2 separate regions of the Sus scrofa genome follow, and region 1 is linked to region 2. A link is a contact called in public Hi-C data. All regions are on one chromosome and are shown on one strand. The core of a region is the stretch at or near the end of the contact, and the rest is flanking DNA. Distances in the headings are between cores, read along the strand shown.

Region 1 (7,404 bases), core at 4,322-6,821, 58 kb after region 2:
CTGTGGGCCAGGAATCCATGACTGGCTCAGCTAAATCATTCTAGCTTAAAGTCTCCCATGAGGTTGCGAGCAAGATGCCAGGTGGGGCTGCGGACACATCCAAAAGCTGACAAGGGCTGGCGGATCCGCTTCTGAGACAGCTCACACACATGGCTGTTGACAAAAAGCCTTAGTTCCTCGCTGGCCGATGGCGGGAAGTCTCAGTTCCTTGCCATGTGGGCCTTTCCACTAGGGCTGCTTGAGTGCCTTTGTGGCTTGTCAACTAACTTCCCTAGAATAAATGATTTAAGAGTGGGAACAAGGAGAAACCCACAGTAGCTTTTATGACCTCGTCTTGGAAATGACACTGTCACTTCTGCTATGCATTCTATTAGAGGTGAGTCACTGTATCCATCCCGCATTCACGGAGAGGGGAATTTGAAGTGGTCTGTCCATAGCTGCCGACATATTTGGAAACCACTACAATGCAATGGAGTAGTCAGAAGAGAAAGGCAATGTTTGAGCAAAAACTTAGAGGAAGCAGGGAATTAGCAATGGTTCTGGCCAGAGCTGTCAGGGCAGGAACTCACCGGACACGCTGGTAAAGGAGCATGAGAACGTGACACTGGGGGGCAGCGAGCGGGCTGCCAGGCTCCTTTCCTCCATTACCAGCTGTGTGGCCTTGGGCAAGTCACTTATGTCTCTGTGGAATGGGAGTGATGGGAACTACTCACGGGTTTCTTATGAGGCTTAAATGAAACGCTACAGATAAGGTAACCAGCCCACATCTGGTACAGAGTAAACACTCAATAAACATTAGCTAATTCTGTTCTGGTTACCATCTGGTGCAGTAGCCTCATTTTCATCATCTGGGCATCAGATACAGGGGCGTAAGTCAGCAGCTGGGGCTCTTGGAGGGCTTGGCCCTTAGGGGATCTGCAGAAGGGTCTCTCCAGCTCTTGCGGCCTAGAGGAAAAGCTACAGAAGAGACGGACTTCGCCTGCAGGTCAGAGCCTGGAACTCAGATCACAGAGCAGCCTCCAGGTTTGGGTGCCAAATCTGCCCAGCAGCTGGGGCTGAGGGGGCACTGCTCAGCCAGGGATTGAGGAGCCGGCTCAGAGGTTCTAGCACAAGGTCTTCCCCAAGTACCACTCCTGAGCCCCCCAATCTCAGGCTTTTGCTGAGCCTGGTCTGAGCCTCGCTTTGCCTTGAGTCCTAGAAATGGGGCCCAGACCCCAAAAGTCTTGCCAACCAGAACCTAGGGTCTTTGGGAGAGGATTTTGCTGCAAGTCCCCAGGAAGAGGGACTGGACACAGGGGCGGAGGGAAGAACTTCGTCTTCACTTGGGGGCACAAGGTGGTCCCTGGGGGCCACCAGTTCCCTTTGCTGGTGACCTCTGAGCAGTGCCCACCTGGGTCAAGGCTTGCTGTGGCCCTGTCAACTCATGCCAGCTGGACTCAAGGGCTTCACCCCCTGCTCCCCACCATGGGCTCATGGAGACACGGCTTGGGGTGAAAGCAGCTTGGATCAGTGGGGACAGTTCTGCTCCAGGGACTACAAACGTCCCTTCCAGCCCTGGCTCCGCCACACGCCTTGTGACCGCAGGTAACTTCCTGGGTTATTTTCTGGGCTTCAGTTTCCTACTTTGTCAAAAAAGGTACTGCCTTTAGCTCTGCCTAATGTATTCACTCAACAAACACTCAAGTGCTTCCTAGGTGCCAAGCGCCATTCTCTGCAGAACAAGAGAGTCAAGGCCTGTGTTCTCAGTGAGCTGACCTGCTGGCGGGGAGACAATCTTTTTTGGTTATTAGGGCCGCACCTGTGGCACACGGAAGTTCCCAGACTCAGGGTCCAACTGGAGCTACAGCTGCCGGCCTACACCACAGCCACAGCATCGCAGGATCCGAGCCTCGTCTACCACTTGCACCACAGCTCCCGGCCATGCCAGATCCTTAACCCACTGAGAAGGCCAGGGATCGAACTGGCATCCTCATGGATACGAGTCAGATTCGCTTCTGCTGCACCACAATGGGAACTCCGAGACATTCTTTGAAATAATGCTGAGTGGGGGTGCTGAGAGGAAAAGCAGAGCAAGGTGGGGAAAGAGAGGGGGACAGAAGGTGGCTGGGGACGGTCTCACCAAGGGGCTGACTCTTAGGAGATCAGAATCAAGTGAAAGAGTGAATCACGTGGCTGTCTCAAGGAAGAGCATTCCAGGCAGAGGGAAGAGCAGGAATCCTGAGCAATGAACGTGCTGGGCAGTCCAAGGCAGAGCGAGGCAGCAGTTCACGGAAAGGCTGGAACAACGAGGGTCACCCACGGCAATGCTTTTACGGCCTCAGATGACGTCATGCCTCTGCCAACGCCCTGCAGGACCTCGCACGGCCTTGCGAGGCCCCGCATGATCTTTCCTCCTGACCCTCCTCCGGCACAAGCTGCCTCTGCCCCAGCCACACTCCCTCCTGTCTGCGGTTCACACCTGCCTCAGGCTTTACCCTAACTCTGGAGCCCAGGAGCACCTGCAGGGCTGATTAAAACGTGGATGAGGGAGTTCCTGTTGTGGCTCTGCAGGTTAAGAGCCTGACTAGTATCCATGAGGATGCGGGCTCCATCCCTGACCTTGATCAGTAAGTAGGTTAAGGACCTGACGTTGCCGCAAGCCGTGGTACAGGTCTTGGACACAGCTCAGATCTGGGGTTGCTGTGGCTGTGGAGTAGGCCAGCAGCTGTAACTCGGATTCGACCCCTAGCCTGGAAACGTCCATAAGCCTCAGGTGCAGCCCTGAAAAGCCAAAAAAAAAAAAAAAAAACTGAGCCCCAGCCCAGTTTCTGATTGGGTCTGGGGTGGGGCCTGGTACCACAGTTTCAGCAGTACTGCACTCCAGTTGTCCCGCCGCTAGGACCAGTTTGCCCCAGACGCCGCTTGGCCACTGCCCTCCCCTCCTTTAAGTCTTTTCTCAAACCTTATGGTCTCAGTGAGGCCCCCGACCCCTCTGTGCAATACTGCAAGCTGCCCCTGCACCCCAATCGCCTCCCTACCCTATTTTCCCTTTTTTTCCATAGTCCCTACCACTTTCTAACAAGCGGATCATGCTTTTATGTAGTTTAGTCTCAACCGTATGTCCCCAGGGACCTAAGAAGAGGGGTTCCACCCAGACCCCATGAATCCCTGAGAACCCCGTGGATCCTCCAGGGATTTGCTAACTCGTCAAATTTCTACGCAATAGCGTGTGATCCTGAGGTTTGCAGTGTAACCTAAAACTATAAACCAGGCTGTCTTTTAACCAGCAAAACAGGTTTATTCAGGAGCAGCAAAGAACTGCCATTTGGGACATCTGACTGTGGCCAACCCCATGCAAGGGCAGGTGAAGCAAAGGAGAGGAAACCCTTTAGAGAGGAGAAGGGGAGTGGGGAGGGCTCCTTAGAAACAAAAAGTCCATTGGCAGAAACTGGGACCTCGAATGACAGTGACTTTTCATTGGCTGACCTGTGACCACCTCATTGGCTGAGCTATTGCCAAGCCAGGAGAAAAATCTTTCTTCTGCTGCTCTAAAGTCCTATCACTTCCTGCTGGAGATGCAAGTCGGTGGTGTGTCTTCCTGCTGGGATCCGTATTCATGCCCTAAGTGGTACCTTCACGAGCAACTCCTCCTTCTGGCCTCCTGATTCCATTTTAGCGACATCCCTTTATTAATTTTTCAGTCAGTAACTTTCATTAGCTTCTCAAGACTCAGTGGATCCCCAAAGCTTAAAAACCACTAGCAGATCAATACCTGGCATAGAATAGGCGCCCAAACAAATATTTATGGACTAAATTAAAGACCTTTTAAAACATTTCTCACACACACACACACTTAAAAAAAAAAAAAAAAGGAAAATCTTCTAGTGGCACAACGGCTCCCAAATCTTCAGACCATACAAATTTATGATTCCAAATACCCTCCCAGAATCTGAGTCAGGAGGCTGGATGGAGCCAGAGATTCAGGATTTTTCAAAGCCTCCTCTTCCTCTGTACCACCACCCTCCCCTTGCTGAGTCTGAGGTGCAGCCATGTTTAGGAATTTCCATTTGACACTTTTATTAAAGACAGACTCCGGGGGAGTCAATTCCCATGTGTGTAGCTTTTACACTTTGCCAAAAATGTGACTGCATCCATGGTCACTTGTGACCTTCTCACAAGCTCTCAGGTGACTACAATCTCCCTTTTACTGAGTAGAAAGCTGAGGCCCTGGGGAAAAAAGTGACACCCTGCCCCCCAACACCCAACGGTCATACTGCTGCGGGTGGTAGAGACACGATTAGAACTTGAGCCTCTGGCTTCTCATGCTACGGTTCTCCTGTCTGCACCAGCTGGATAAACCCAAGTTCCAGGAAATCCCAAGGACGCTACCAGCAGCGGGGAGCCAGAGAAGGGAGGGGCGGAGTGGCAAACAGGAGAAGGGCAAGGTTCCAGAAGGTTGTCTCTTGGCCACCAGGAGAGACTCCAGCTGCTCTAAGGACACGGCTAACTCTGGCTGCGTATGACCCTAGGACAGTCAGTTTCCGTGCCTCGGTCTTCTGATCTGCACAATGGGATTGATAATCCATGCACTGCCCCCAGTAAGGTGTGCGTAGAATGTATAGCATTCTAAACATCCACCTTCTAACTATTGCTATCACGGGAAGGGCAACATCCCCCACTCAGAAGGTCCCTAGGGACAGAACTAAATCCAGCTTTTCATTCATTTGAGGAACATTTTTGAGCACCTACTGCACGCCAGGCACTGTGCTGGGCACCGTGCACACACCACCTCCTTTAACTCTCACAGCAACCCAGTGAGTTTGGTACTGTCGTTGCCCCATTTTACGGATGAAGAAACGAGTGCAGGGGAATGAGGTGCAATTCATTTGATCGTCTGTTGATTCACCCAACTTTTACTGAAAACCTGCCCTGAGCTATAGGCTCTGGGCCAAGGGCTGAGGACACAAGGATGAACAAGTCCTTCAGCAGGCATGCCCATAAATTACTTTAATAACGACTCAGTACGTGCTTTCACAGACAAGGGCGCAGGAGCCGAGGGAGGGTAACTGGGACTCCTGGGATTATGGAGTCGGGCAGCCGACTGTCCGGGGAACTCTGCGCCGCAAAGGTGTCCTTGCCCTGTGTAGAGGCGGCAATCAAAAGGCCTGGGTTCGAGTCTCCCTTCTGTCCAGGCTTTACTTTGTATTCCCAGGAAACGCCTTCTGCCTCTCCAGCTTTCTTCATCTGGAAAATTGAGAGGGTTGAGAGGTTGGGCTTGTGATCCTGCAGTTCAGGGGGCCTAGTAACTCCTCTACCCCTCGCACTCCATCTTCTGGTCTGTTCAAGTTTGGCCCCATCTAGCCCTGAGACTGAGCCTAGGGCAGCCAGACCAAGCCTTTTGCAAAGTGCCAAACACCAGGCTTCGGGACAGACCTCAAAGCCCCAGGGGGCGGGCCTAAGGTCCAAAGGGCGGAGCTGGGACAGGAACCCGGCCGAGACCTCCAGGAGGCGCGGCGCGGCGGGCCCGCCCATCGTCTCACCCAGCCAATGAGCGCTCGGGGGCGGGGCACCCCGCCTCTGGGTATAAGGCTGCGCGGAGGTCGCGGGCGCGTCGCTGAGCTCTCGCTGCCGGACCTGGTGGCTGAGCAGGGTCGTTCTCGCCTTGAGCTGGGGCGCACGGGAGCTCTGAGTTCGTGCGTCCTGGGCTGCGCAGAAGCACAGGTCGGGTTCGGATTTCCTTTGCCCAGCTAGGGTGCAGAGAGGGCACGGCGCCCGGATCCCTCGGCGCAGAGGAACCGCTGGTCCGGGCCGGGGGACGCCCGCGCTGACCCCTGGTCCGCAGCCGCCAGCAGCCGGCCGGCCGTCATGGCAGACCACCTGCTGCTCGCCGAGGGCTACCGCCTGGTGCCCAGGCCACCGCCTCCCGCGCCGGCCCAAGGCCCTCACGTGCTCCGGACGCTGCAGCCGTACTCGGGCCCCGGCCTGGACAGCGGGTTGCGGCCGCGGGGGACTCCGCTGGGCCCGCCGCCGCCGCCCCCACCCGGGGCTCTGACGTACGGGGCCTTGGGCCGCCGCCGCCAACCTTCCAGTCCTTTCCGGCTGTGCCGCCGCCGCCGGCCGCCAGCGGCGCGCACCTGCAGCCCGTGGCGACGCTGTACCCAAGTCGCGCGACCGCGCCCCCCGGCGCCCCGGGAGGCCCCCGGGCCCACAGCCGGCGCCCGGAGCCCCAGCTCCGCCACCGCCGCCACCCGCGCACGCTCTGGGCTGCATGGACGCCGAACTCATCGACGAGGAGGCGCTGACGTCGCTGGAGCTGGAGCTCGGGCTGCACCGCGTGCGCGAGCTGCCCGAGCTCTTCCTGGGCCAGAGCGAGTTCGACTGCTTCTCGGACTTGGGTTCGGCGCCGCCCGCTGGCTCGGTGAGCTGCTAAGCGACGCCTGCCCGGCGTGGCCGAGAGAAGGGGGCCGGCCCCGCCGGACTCGGCACCCAGCGCCGGGGCCCCGGCACGCACCTTCCGTGAGGGTGAGGCAGCGGTTCGCGCACCGAGCCGACGCCGGGCCGGGACGCCGGGCCTCACTGCAGGCCCTGCTTGCTGCAGGATGACAGTTTGGGTTCATCTCTCTGACCCGGAGCCACAGGGCTAAAGCGAAGGGGTCTGGACGCCCCTTGCAGCCTCCCAGCTCTTGGATTCTGTATGCTCTCCTCTCGGATCCTCCAACCCAGCTCCCCAATCTGAGCCATTCCAGGCCTCTGCCTGATTCCCCCTCTCCTCGCGCAGCCCACGGTGTTCACTGGGTCCCGGGAGCCGCCCACCCGCCTGGCCCCGCCCTGGCGGCCTGGGTCCTGAGGTCGTTCGTTGGGCCTCCCGCTCTGGGGAGGGGCAGGTTGTGCAGCCCTCACCCCTGCAAGTGGCCTCCAACACCAAATAAAACTGGGTCACTTTCCAGTCTGGCGTGTTCATTTCCTTATCACTCCAGCCCTAGGCTATATTTGGCTCCTAGAGTCCTGAGGCTGTTGGAGACCCTGGGTGGGGTGGAGGCCACATCCCCCGGCAGTGGCCAGGAGAGGAAACTGACGGTTGCTTTTGAAAATGCCTGTGCGTGGTGCAATCGTCCTGTCATAATCTGGAAGGCAGAGGCTGCCGCCACCCCGTAACCCAAGGGTGAAGGCGGGGGCTCCTGGGAGGGGTGGAGGGAGCTTGGGGGTGCGGCCCTCCCTGTTGGCTCTGCAGGCAGGCCGGCCGGGAGCTGGGTATACCCGAAGGCTTGGACAGCCCTGGCTTTGAACCCGGGCTCTCCCCCTTGTTCTGGGCGCCATCCATTCAGGTTTCTGAGGCCATTTCCTCGGAGGGACAGTGGATCCGCGTCTTAGGTGGCCGTGAGGGTCGCATGCCATGGGCGGCGTTTAGCGCAGTGCCAGGCACGC
Region 2 (7,051 bases), core at 2,528-5,027:
GGAAAAACCTCTGGCAAGTTTAGGTTTCCTTGTGGAATGACTCATCCTAATCATAAACTCTCTCTCTCTCTCATTTTTTTTTTTTTTTTTTTTTTTTTTTTTTTTTGCTTTTTTGGGCCTTACTCACGGCATATGGAAGTCCCCAGGCTAGGGGTCACCATGAAACTATAGCTGCCGGCCACAGCTACAGCCACGCCAGATCTGAGCTGCGTCTGTGACCTACACCCTAGCCCACGGCAACCCTGGATCCTTAACCCAAGGAGCAAAGCCAGGGATCGAACCTGCAACCTCATGGATACCAGTCAAGCTCGTTTCCACTGAGCCACCACGGGACTCCTGCAAACCCTCTCTTAGTTGAGGAAATTCATCATCCGGTTGGTCATCAGAGGCTGCCTATAGCGACACTTACAGGTTTTATGTTCTCTTAGCCCAGTCAATTATGTCAAGTCCGAACAAAAATGTAAATATTTTTCCCCAGTGTGTCCCTGTGATCCGCTCCTTCGTATTCGTTATCAAAGGGCCATCAAAGCTTCCAGGAGCCTCTTATGCCTGCTGTTCAAATGTATCTAGTCCTCTTAATGAGCCACTGCTTTCTGGGATGACCTGACGTCTGTTAGCATTTTCCTCCACCGGTTCTGTATTTGGTTTTACTGTTCACGTCCACGGCTTTTATTTCAAACTCTATTAAGTTTTAAATCTTCATGCCAGTTATTGAATAATATACATTTCAAGACGACAAAACTCGAAGGTACCCTTATCTACATTTCCAAATCCGAAATTTGTAACGTCTTTTCTTTTGGGGGGGGGACCCCCACGGCACGCAGAGGTTCCCGTCCAGGGAGCAAACCTGCACCACAGCAGTGACAACAGCGAGTCCTTAACCCACTGAGCCACCAGGGAACTCCAGAAATCTGATATTTCACCACTGCTTTTTTTTTTTAATGATTTTTATTTTTTTCCATTATAACTGGTTTGCAGTGTTCTGTCGATTGTCTACTGTACAGCAAGGTGACCCGTCACACATACATATAGACATTCTACCCTTGTTTTGTTGAAACTCAAAGGCCTCACCTTCGGAGACCTCTTGGCCACTGGACTCCTGGGTCCCTTCCACGTCTTTCCAGTCCTGGGCTCCCCGTCCCTCTTTCTAGCCGCCGATCCGATGTTTCGTTGGTGCTGATGTGTTTGCTGGCTGTCTCCTCCAGGAGAAGCTAAGGAATGCTGCCATTAGTTATACCCCGAGCCCTGGGACGCGGGACAGACAGGCGGGTAAGCAGATGCATACATGCGTGTTGAGGCGTGACTGCCCTGCTCGGCACCAGGGTGCGTCTGCAGAGGGCCTGCCCCTTCCAGGGCTGGTGAGAGCCAGGCCCCGCCGGCGGACTGCTGTGGCCTAAGCCCCGCCAAAGCTCCCACCCACGTCTCCTCTCTGGTAAAACCATCTCCAGCGGGAACTTCCTGGCCGGAAAAAAAGGAACAGACCCACCTTTTCTTGATATAATACACACACTCTCTCAATCCAAATCTCCGTTCAACCTATAATTACTTCACCGACTTTATGGTCTTAGCGTAGCGCCTTTGGCCTCAAGAGTTATTTCTATTCCCCTTCAGCCGCTACCCCATCCCCGTCTCAGACCCGGCGCCCAGACTGACTTGATCTTGATCCCTGCGTGGGAACAGCTTGGTCCGCAGTTTCCCAGTTGCTCAGACGGCGAATCTAGAAGCATCCTCAGCACCTCTTTCCTTCCACCGGCTCCTGTCATCTCTTCGGTCTCCCCGTCATCCTCTAACGCAGGCCTCTCTCTGCTTCCCCACAGTCAGCATCCCACGCTAAGCACCAGCCTCTCTCACCTGGACCACCCTCCTGCTGGGGTCCCCTGCCAGGCTCTGCCATGGTCTGTTAACTCTTGCGCATGGTCACTGCCCCGATCTAGACCTTCGAAGCCGCCCCACATCTCCTGGACGAATGCTCCATGGCTCTGCATGGCCTGCCCCCCTTTGCAAACTCGCCTTCTACCCCTGCCCCCTGTTCTCGGCGCTTTTGTCTCTCTGGCTTTCTCCTCATCCCTCCAAAATGCCAACGCCTTCCTGACTACGTGTCTCTGCCTGCTGTTCCCTCGAACATGCTCTCCCCTCTGCGTGGAACGGCCTTCCACTCCCACTCGGCCTGGTGATTCCTGCTCACCCTGTCTTGGCTTAAACGTGGTGACGTCCTCGGAGAAGGCTCTGCTTTTGCCCTCGGAACAAGCCCAGGCCACCTGCTTTATGCGTGTGCACTGTGTTTTTGCTTCTTGACACCTCTCAAGATAGTGAAGTAGTTATGTGTGTAATTAGCTACTCAGTGTCTGCCTTGGCTCTGGCAGAGACCTGGCTCTCTGAGGCAAAAACGCCATCTATTACAATAGCGACAGCCGCCAGCTATACAATCCTTACTGTGTGCTGGATGCTGTTCTCAGCACTTTACATTATCACCCCATTCAATCCTCATAGTAACCCCTAAGATAAATACTATATCTTTCCCTCTCTTAGAAATGAGGAACCTGAGGTACAGAGAGGTCAAGTAACTTGCCCAGGGCCGCACAGCTAGTCAAATGGTGAACCAGGATTTGAACCTGCACCGAGCTGACTGTTCCAGAGTCTTTGCTTTTTCCTACTTTCCTTTCTGCTTCCACATCTATCTTGTTTCCCACAGTATCCCAGCCCTCGGCACAGGACATATAACAGGCGTTCCATAAATATTGATCAACCATATGAATAAACACACATTCACTGAACATCTATACTAAGTGCAAAACCCTGGAGAAATAAAAAGAATATGGATCTTACCTTCACCCAGCTTTTAATCTAACTCTAAAAGCCTGAGGCAAGAGAGGGGTTTTTTTGTTTTGCTGTGTAGGGCCGCACCCGCAGCATATGGAGGTTCCCAGGCGATGGGTGGAATCGGAGCTTCAGCTGCCGGCCTGCACCACAGTCACAGCAACATGGGACCAAGCTTTGTTTGTGGCCTCGGCCACAGCTCACCGCAAAGCTGGGTCCTTAACCCACAGAGCAAGGCCAGGGATCAAACCCACGTCCTCATGGATCCTAGTCAGGTTCGTTAACCACTGAGCCAGAAAGGGAACTCCAAGAGAGATATTTCTTGGTGGGAGCATAAAGCAAAGTTCTTAGAGGAGGTGCTTCTGGAAGGTCCTGTGAGAGCAGAGAAGAGGTAAGACCTGCACAGGCCTGCGGAGGGCCAGCAGGCAGCCTGCAGGGCGCCCATGGGGCTGCCCAGGAGGGTGCGGGCAGGGGCTGGCCACAGCGCTGCGGGAGCCCAGAGGGCAGGCTCCCTCGACCAGACCCCAGACCCAGGAGAGGTGACCGATCTGGGTCCCCAGGGGCGAGAGAGCGCGCGCTGGAGGAGGACTTGGGGAGACGCCGGCGCGACCTACACAGAGCTCGCGGGCAGGAAGCTCGCAGAGGGCGGGCAGGAAGCAAAGCGCGTTCTGTGCGATACTAATGGGCCTCCGCGGCACACTCGTTTGGAACATTCTGGCTCGAACAAGGCTACACAGATTTCTCTCCCGCAGCCTTTCTCAGAGCCCTGCATAGGTTAGAGGGATCGGGTCTGCGGGAGGGGGGCGGCTGCACCCTCCCCGCACGATTACAGACGCGCCTGCGGACTTGACGTCATGCGAGCAACAGAGCGGGGCCCGAAACGCAGGCCCGTCACCCAGCGCAGGGCATCCCGGCTGCCACGCGGAGGAATCTGGTCCGTGTCTTGGAGGCCAGAGGAAGGGGAAGGAATTTCTCAGCAGGAGGAGGGCCGGGAGGCTGTCTCAGATGCCAGCGTAGGCAACGGATGTGGGGAAAGAGAGCAGCGACCATTCATCGTCCACTTGCTGTGTTCCAGCCACTGTCACGGCACTTTACACACGCGCGTGCATTAAACCTTACAGCTCTGCAAGCTCTGCGCTCTTTTCCTACTTTAAACTCGAGGAAACCGAGGCTCACAGAGGTGGTTGAACCACCAGCCCACACCTTGTGAGGGGCAGAGCGTTCTGGAATCCAGGTCAGCCGGGGGCCAAGGGCTGGGCCCCCGCTGGGGCAGGAAGCGGTGGGGCTGCGTGGGGCTGCGACCTCTGAGCAGTGGGGCCTCGCCCAGCCCCGAAACTCTGCGGCCGTCTGTCACCAACTTTCTGGGTGACCCTGCCAGGTCAGGACCCCTCCGGTCTTCATTTCCTCTTGTGTCAACAAGACGCTTGCTCTTTTTTTTTTAATTAGTTAATTTTTTTTCTTTTTGTCCTCTTTAGGGCCTCACCTGTGGCATGTGGAGGTTCCCAGGCTGGGGGTCGAATCAGAGCTGTGGATGCCCGCCTACCCCACAGCCACCACAACGCCAGATCCGAGCTGCATCTGTGACCTACACCACAGCTCATGGCAACGCCAGATCCTTAACCCACTGAGTGAGGCCAGGGATCGAACCTGCATCCTCATGGTGCCTAGTCAGATTCGTTTCCGCTGAGCCACAACGGGAACCCCAAGACTCTTGCTCTTGAGATGCTCCTCAGAGCTCCTATCCAGCTGGCCCTTCGCTGTAGGCTCCAGACCTGGTGCTCTGTTGTGGAATCCGAGAGACCAGCTTCCCTTCAGCTAACCCACACAACGGCTCCACAAGCATCTGGTGAGTAGGTACTGTGGCCGCCCTGTGCCCAGTGCTGTCCCCTTCAGGCTGTGAGGCAGAAACGGCTGTAGTCCCCTCATTCCCAACTCAGAGCCTTGCTCCGGGTCTCCCCCGATTAAGATCTGAATCATGGAGTTCCCATCGTGGCTCAGTGGTTAACGAATCCGACGAGGAACCATGAGGTTGAGGGTTCGATCCCTGGCCTTGCTCAGTGGGTGAAGGATCCGGCGTTGCGGTGAGCTGTGGTGTAGGTCACAGACGCGGCTCGGATCCCGCGTTGCTGTGGCTCTGGCGTAGGCCGGGGGCTACAGCTCCGATTGGACCCCTAGCCTGGGCACCTCCATATGCCGCGGGAGCGGCCCAAGAAATGGCAAAAAGACAAAAAAAAAAAAGAAAAAAAAGAAAAAAATCTGAATCAGGTCAGGCCACATCAGGTCCCTTCCTGCCCACCTTCCGCTCGGCCGCCCCTCCCCCCATGGCCTGGCAGCCCGGGCCTCAGGGCTGGAGCCCCTGCTTCCAGACCAGTCGTGGGGACAGGGGAGGGGAGGCGACTTAGACCTAGTGTGCTCCTTGGACCCATCACCCGGTTGTGTTACATGGTGCAAATCATTTCTCTCGTCTTGGAGGATAGGCCCCCCCACACCCGCCCCTCGGCGCGCCCACTTCCCGCGCCTGCAATGAAGGGTCCCGAAACAGCTGAATGATTGAAGTGATTTCCTATACTCTGTGAGCTCTGGGCGGCTCAGCTGGAATGGCAGTGTCTTGGGAGCGCTGGAACGCAGGTTCAAGCCCGGCCGGCCCGGTGGGTAAAGGATCTGCATTGGCGCAGCTTCGGCAGAGGCCGCAGCTGTGGCTGGGATCTGATTCCTGGCCTGGGAACTCCATGTGCCTTGGGGCAGCCGAAAAAGAATGAAAAATGACATAAAATTAAAACTCCGGTTGTAGGGGTGTGCTCTTCCGTGCCTTTGCGTGGCTTGCCTAATAGCATTTATTGAGCGTAGAATCGCCTCCAGGAACGTTTCAGAGTGATTTACAAACTGCAGAGGTTAGAGCCCAGGGTCAGGATTTGAACCCAGGCCGTCTGGCTCCATGGCCCGTATGCTGTTGTTCACAGTCTCGTATAAACCTCTGTGTATTAGCCTGTGAGATCCCAGGCATCAGGAACCATGCCTTCCGTGGGATCCGGAGCTAGCACAGGCCTAAGCGTTAGTGAGTTTCAATGAAGTCATTCATTCACTTACTCATTCATTCACTCAATAATATCTATGGAGCCCCCGTGCTGTGTCAGGCGCTGCTCCAGGAGCTGGGGACACAGCCATGAAGAAGGCAGAGAAGAACGTGTACTCACAGCAGCTCTAATCTAGGGGAGAGCCAGGTACTAATTAAGGAACAAAATGCACAAACAAATAAAATATCAGCCAGTGATTCGTGTCAAACATTAAAATGGGATTACATGGCAAACAGCGACTGGGTGCCTGCTTGTGATGGGTGATCAGGGACGGATTTTCTAAGGAGGTGACATTTTAGCTAAGACCTGAATGATAAGAGGGAACCAGCCACCTGAAGAGGCTCAGACAGAGGGAACAACATGTGCAAAGGCCCTGAGACAGGAACAACCTGGGAGTGTCTGGGGCACAGAGAGAAGCCCAGGACAGTCAGTGCGGAGGAACAGTGACCCAGGGGCCGCATCCTGAAGGTTTCATGAGCCAGAGGAAGGAGTTTTAGTATTTTTTATCCTTTATTATTTTTTTCAAGCTGCAGTGGAAGCCGTTGGAGGGTTTTAAACAGGGACATGACTTTTTTTTCGACAGTAGTCTGCTTTTTAAGAGTTGTTTCAGGTTTACAGAAAAGTTGAGGGGAAAGTACAGAGTTCCCATCACCCTCTCACCGCCTGACGCACGCGCTCGCCCACAATTTCCCACTGTCGACATCTTGCTTTAGTGTGTGATGCACTTGTTGCGATTAGTGAGACAACAGCGACACTTTTTCATGGAAGTCATCGTTTGCATTCAGATTCACTCGGTGTTGCTCACGGGTTTTGACAAACGTACCGTAAATGACAAGTATTCACCGTCACAGTGTCACACAGACAGTTGCTCTGCACAAAAAATCCCACATCTACTTATTCCTCCCTCCCTGTAAAACCCCAGCCACCACTCATCTTTCTACTGAGTTTGGCCTTCTCCAGAAGAATGTCATGTAGTTGAATCATATAGTGTGTAGCCTTTTCAGATTGGCTTCTTTCATTTGGTCTCTTTAAAAAAAAAAAAAAATTATATTGGGAGTTCCCATTATGGTTCAGTGGGTTAAGAACCCAACTAGTATCCTTGAGGATGTGCTGATCCCTGGCCTCCCTCAGTGGGTTAAGGATCCAGCATTGCCGTGAGC

The links. Hi-C and Micro-C count contacts between places; a contact is called where the count stands out from the background.
Region 1: a Hi-C map of undifferentiated spermatogonia shows a contact between it and region 2, with 1.6 times the contacts expected there. The contact joins the promoter of CITED4 here to the enhancer-like site in region 2. A contact is called at or near these places in 1 of 5 promoter capture datasets (liver), 18 of 47 Hi-C or Micro-C datasets (adipose tissue, alveolar macrophages, blood and 9 more) and 2 of 2 datasets of contacts at active chromatin or transcription factors (alveolar macrophages and skeletal muscle).

The regions. Positions count from the first base shown.
Region 1 is chr6:170,319,216-170,326,619 of Sscrofa11.1, forward strand. It overlaps CITED4 (cbp/p300-interacting transactivator 4), which reads left to right and starts at 5,572. Exons shown (of 3, transcript XM_003128106.4): 1 at 5,572-6,048; 2 at 6,051-6,171; 3 at 6,174-6,925. The coding sequence starts at 5,845. The coding sequence ends at 6,409.
Region 2 is chr6:170,263,489-170,270,539 of Sscrofa11.1, forward strand. No RefSeq gene overlaps it. Among named protein-coding and RNA genes, the nearest start is that of CTPS1, 34 kb to the left of the region's middle. Within about 2 kb of position 3,778, at least 2 of the 83 cell types and tissues checked have an H3K27ac peak or open chromatin away from gene starts, as enhancers often do. A contact at or near this core is called in undifferentiated spermatogonia, where this site is marked.